Regions from separate parts of the Ovis aries genome. Here region 2 is linked to region 1. The links are chromatin contacts, called in public Hi-C maps. All regions are on one chromosome and are shown on one strand. Each heading gives the region's core, a stretch centred on a gene start, on an enhancer-like site or on the middle of the called end of the contact. The rest is flanking DNA. Distances are from core to core; before and after follow the strand shown. Region 1 has its middle 170 kb from the start of CDCA7L. Region 2 overlaps RAPGEF5 (Rap guanine nucleotide exchange factor 5).

The links. A called contact is a pair of places that touch in the nucleus more often than the background predicts.
Region 2: a contact with region 1 is called in a Hi-C map of hypothalamus, with 6 times the contacts expected there. The contact joins two enhancer-like sites. A contact is called at or near these places in 2 of 16 Hi-C or Micro-C datasets (hypothalamus and tail adipose tissue).

The regions. Positions count from the first base shown.
Region 1 is chr4:31,822,603-31,825,361 of ARS-UI_Ramb_v3.0, reverse strand. No RefSeq gene overlaps it. Among named protein-coding and RNA genes, the nearest start is that of CDCA7L, 170 kb to the right of the region's middle. Within about 2 kb of position 1,416, at least 9 of the 54 cell types and tissues checked have an H3K27ac peak or open chromatin away from gene starts, as enhancers often do. A contact at or near this core is called in hypothalamus, where this site is marked.
Region 2 is chr4:32,006,190-32,008,948 of ARS-UI_Ramb_v3.0, reverse strand. All of the region lies in intron 6 of RAPGEF5 (Rap guanine nucleotide exchange factor 5), which reads left to right. Among named protein-coding and RNA genes, the nearest start is that of RAPGEF5, 140 kb to the left of the region's middle. Within about 2 kb of position 1,333, at least 12 of the 54 cell types and tissues checked have an H3K27ac peak or open chromatin away from gene starts, as enhancers often do. A contact at or near this core is called in hypothalamus, where this site is marked.

The sequences.
Region 1 (2,759 bases), core at 167-2,666:
CAACTCTCAGCAACCCCATGGACCACAGCCCACCAGGCTCCTCCGTCCATGGGATTCTCCAGGCAAGAGTACTGGAGTGGGGTGCCATTACCTCCTCCTCGCTTCACTTCAGCCAAGCTCAACCTTTCAGGCAAGCCCGCAAGCCAGAGGACTCTCCATTCTACCATCCCCATTACCCAGCGGGCACTCCGGCACTAGGCGGTGCTGTGCTCTCGCGGGGCTACGGCCGTGAACGTGAACGAGACGCACGATCCGCCCTGCACGCGCGCACCTGCCCGGGGTGAGGCCGCTGCTGGCAGGGCAGCTACTCGCCGCCCCTCCAAGGGACGCTCCAGCCTCAGCGCCGCGGGGGAGGCTGGCCGGGGCCCTCAGGCCTGCGTGGATTTCCTCCCCACTGGCTGTCTCCGCCGGCCCAGGTTTAGCCCTCAGGTAGGTGTCCCAGGCGCAGATGAAGGGCACAGTTCACGGCCCAGCGATGCTGCAGCGTCGGCGGGATTCGCAGCCTTGCGGGGCCAGCGCTGCCCGCTCCAGGACCCCGCGGATGACGGGAGTTGGCTGAAGAGCTCCGGGGGCTGTGGATTAGAGGTCGCTTCAGCCCCTTCCCAGTGTTGTGATGTCGGAGGAGCTGGAAGCGATTCCAGCACATTCCTGAATGCGTATAGCCAGGGTGAATCCAAGTCCCCTTTCCCAGAGCAGGTACCAGCTAGGCCACACCTGAGGTCTGTGCCAGCAGTTCAGAGGTCCCAGGGCCACCACGGTCACGTTCTTCCTCGAGGCCCTGAACGCTGTCCGCAATTCAGAGGAGACCTCCGGAGGCATTAGCTGAGGCCTGCTCAGAAATGACCCTCTCACTGCTAGGGGCGCAGAGAACCCTTGTCCTCCGCTCCACCCCACCTCTTCTCCCCAACAGTCCTGCCAGGGCTAAACTTTGGCCACTCCCAGATCCCACGAGGGCTAAGAATTTGCCTGACTCTCACAATGGCTGAGCGCCCTTGTTGCCCCAGCCATGTATAAGCTGCTGAACATTCCCAGGTGTGACTAGCCTGGTGCCCCAAATTGGGGTGGAGGGGGATGGAATGAAGGTATAAAGCTCGGTTTCCTTCTTTCCTCTTCTTTCCCATGAAAGAGCCTTGACGGCAGATTCAGCTGGAAAAGAAGGACAGGTCCCCTCAGTCACGCGCAGTGGCCCCAGTGGTCGCCGCTGGGCTCCTTTTGTTCTTCAACACCAACGGGGTTGGGGCCACAGATTCTCTGGAGAGTCCAGAGTCAAGATGTGGAGAGCAGCCAGCGGCCCTCCTGGAACCTGTGTTTCACATTATGCATTGAAATTCCCATTGGCCTGGGGCTGAGCTTACCCTGCAGAATCAACGAGGTCAGTAAAGGCAGGGGACAAAGCACAGACTCAGCCTGGAAGCCAGAAGACACCGTACAGATGGAGATAAACAGGCATTTCAGAGTAGCACAGGGCAGGGCTTGGGACGCTGCCCCTTCTCTGACTGGCAGTGCCTGGCCACTGGGTCTCCAAACAGTCCTTCCGTTTTGGAGATGCCAGCTTGTTTTGGACCCAAGGCTTGACTGTTTTGGGGTCGGAATGGGGAGGATTGACTGGATGACAAACGGCCTCTGGATGATAAATACGGCAGTTTGTATGTTTCATATTCTGGTACTCAGCCCTCCCCATGGGGAGACACTCTTTTTGTTTAAGTTTATTTTACTGAAGTAGAGTTGATTTACAATCTTGTGTTAATTTCTGCTATACAGCAATGTGATTTTCAGTGTTATACACACACACACACACACAGATTCTTTCTCATATTCTTTTCCGTTATGGTTTATCACAGGGCATTGAATATAGTTCCCTAAGCTCTACAGTAAGACCTGTTGTTTATCCCTTCTCTATATAATAGTTTGCATATGCTAATCCCAAACTCCCAGTCCATCCCTTCCCCACCCACCACCCCTTGGCAACCACAAGTCTATGTCTGAGTCCGTTTCTGTTTCACAGATATGTTCTTTTGGAAGCAGTCTTTTCATTTACCATTTAATCTTTAAAAAAAAAAAATTTATTTACCTTGTGCCGGATCTTAGTTGCTGCTCGTGGTCTTTCTCCCTAGTTGTGGGAGCCAGGGCTGCTACTACTCTTCATGGTGGCTTGTCGTGTTGCAAACTACGGGCTCCAGGTACCCAGGCTTCAGTGGTTACGTTCTTCAGACTCTAGAGTGCAGACTCAGTAGTTGTGGCGCACGGGCTTAGTTGCTGCGTGGCAGGTGGACTCTTTCAGGACCAGGGATTGAACCCATGTTCCCTTCAATAGCAGGTGGATTCTTATCCCCTCTACCACCAGGGGAGTCCCTGGAAACACTGTTTTTTGACAGAGTTACTTTTCCTTTAAGAAAAGTTCCCAATCTTAGGGTTTTTAAAATTATTCAAATTCTGGCAGTTCAGAGTTGCTTAGTGTCTTTGGGTAGGTGTTAAAGGACAGCTGGGTTTTCTCCCACTATTTTCTTTGCCCTTTGGTTTATTTCACTCAGTGTTCCAGTAGAAAGATCCTTGGAGTATGAATCAGGGAAACATGAATTCTGGTGCCTGCCCCACGTTCTTCTAGGAACTGTGGCCTTGGGCAAGTCATTTATCCTCACTGAGACCGTTCTCTTACATTCTGAGATGATGTAGAATCACAGGGAGGGAGGAGGGCTTGGTTAGTTCACTATGTCACCATGTAACAGCTGTTTTGATTCTCTCTTGGAGAGTTCATTCAT
Region 2 (2,759 bases), core at 84-2,583, 180 kb before region 1:
CAGTTTCTATTATTTTAAAGTGAGGAAACTGAGGCATACAGATCAGGTAACCTATCTAAGGTCACACACGTGGTGTGTGGTGTGTCCCATGTCTGTCTGGCTCTCACACCTGCGCTTTTAACACCTGCTAGAGTGTGTGCCTAGGAGTTGTGGGGGTCATCCTTGCTTCCCTTCTGAGATGTGATAATCAGAAGCTATAAACATGTTAGACTGACTCTGAAATGGTTATGAATTCAGTGCCCCTGGCACCACCACTGTTCATAGAGGACCTTGCCATGGTAAAGCAAATTCAAATAGAATGCATCATTCGACTAAGTACGGAAAAAGTTCCTTAATGTAATATGCTTTTAACATAGGCCAGAAGTTTCCCAGGAAAATCAAGGAGCATTTCAATAAATTTTAAAAAGCTTTCTAAGAAAGAGTCGCATTAAGCTAGAGGTGGCTGTGACTTCCTGTGACTCCATAGACTGGCATTCTCTGGCAGCTCTGCTTAACCATTTCCTGTCCTGAACTTGGAAGTGTGTGCAGTCCTGATGGGTGTGCCCAGAGTGATGGGGGCATGAGGGGGTCTGCAGTAAACTTGCAAGCAGTCCTCATGGCTAGCTCCACTCCTTTCTCCGCTACTGAGGAGGCAGATTGGAATGCCAGTGAGAGGACCTTGTTACAGGGAAACCCTAAGTCTGCTGCAGGTTCTAAAAATGAGCCTATTTGAAAAAGTCTGGTTTCTAATATTAACTGCATATTACTTGCAGTCTCCTGTCGCTCCAATCACCGTGCCCAGTGCCATGCCTTTGGAGTTGACAGTCACTGTAGCGTGCCCTGTCAGCACATTCTTTTCCTCGTGATGTGATCGAGTACATATGGGAGTGGTAATTCCTCTGGGAAAATTGGCAGCGGGGAGCTATAGACCTGTTTAATCCCATATTATAAGTACAAACTATGAAAAGATAAAATTACTAAACCTACTGCAAGTCTCTTCTGCAGAGAATATATCTTTTTCTTTGTTTGTTTCTCTGTACTTGGGTTATAAGCAAACTTCTAAGCTCTGGTAAAATGTTTTGGGACAAATTTTTTAACCTAATCAAAAATTAGGTTATCCAGACTTGGAATCAACTATGGTCAGAGAAAAGGAAGGTGTCTGGGGGATATCATCCTCTTCCAGTTAGGTTGCCACAGCCCTTCCTAAGGTCCAGTGCGTATGATCCCATCATAGCTTCTGCTCCAGTGTGGTGATCTCCATTCACTGTAGCCTGAATCCCACAGCTGTTTATTCCCTCGTGTCCTTGTGAAGGTCTGCTCTTTCCTTGTCTGGTTGGGTTCTTCCCACCCCTCAAGGGGGAGCCCAAGTCCTGCCTTGACTGCAGAGCTTCCGTGATGTCTGCAGTCTGTGGCAGCCTGTGGAGTGCAGTGAGTGTGTCAGTCGCTCGGTCGTGTCCGACTCTCTGCGACTCCATGGACTGTAGCCCATAATGCCCGCTCTGGAATTCTCCAGGCAGGAATACTGGAGTGGGTTGCCATGCCCTTCTCCAGGGGATCTTCTCGACCCAGGGATCAAAGCTGAGTCTCCCACATTGTAAGCAGATTCATTCATTCATTGTTATCATCTGAGCCAACAGGGAAGCCCTCACTTTTAGTAATTTACTGCTCTTGCTGTTTGTATGAAAATTTTTTTTTCCATTCTTATATGTTATTCTTAGTCCTATGGTATCCATTCCACTATATTATCCATGCATTTTTACCTATTCTACTGAAATGCCCTCTAAAGTCCTCTTGACTCAGTAACTTACACTGTCTGTTCACAAGCTGAAAACCCAATTGTATGGTTCTTTTAATAACCTTTTTGATATCTGAAGGCTGCAAAGTTCTGCCTGTACAGTTCCACACTGGGGTTCCTGAATTTGCTGTCTTCTCTCTAATCCCTTTAACACTGTGAGGAAACTACCTCCTGTCCCTATGTAAATACAATTCTTTTCTTTAAGGATGCGTTTAAGAAAAAAAAAGAAATAGATTTTTTTTCCATTTAAAATAAAATGTTTAAATCTGGAAGGAAAATGGAACTATTGCAGGTTCTTAGGCGAATGTGAAGAAACAAAATTCATCTTCTATACAAAATAACTTTTACATCTAAGCTGAATAGATCATTTGAAAGAAGTGAGTGCATTGGTTGTTAAGGGTAATCTCTGGAGGAAGAAGGAACAATTGTGGTAACTTATTCAAAATGACGGAGAAGGCAATGGCACCCCACTCAAGTACTCTTGCCTAGGAACTCCCTTGGACAGAGGAGCCTGGGGGCTGCAGTCCGTGGAGTCGCTATGAGTCGGACATGACTGCGCAACTTCACTTTCACTTTCCACTTTCATGCATTGGAGAAGGAAATGGCAGCCCACTCCAATGTTCTTGCCTGGAGAATCCCAGGGATGAAGGAGCCTGGTGGGCTGCCGTCTATGGGGTCGCACAGAGTCGGACACGACTGAAGCGACCTAGCAGCAGCAGCAGCAGCAGCAGCATTCAAACTGAAAGCCAAATCAAGTCATCCAGAATGTATTTTTTTCTAACTCTTTTTCCTTGGTGTGGGAGGAGGAGAAGTGGGGGGTACGGGGTTAGGAATACTGAACTTGCAGTGTGGGGAAAGGCAGCCTAATAATTCCTTCAGGACGAGTAAGACATGTTTCTCTCTTAACACTGACTCGGATGATTTAGGCTGTGTGGGAACTTGGCTGTCTTCATTCAACCACCTGTGTTACAGCCCTCCCAGCTTG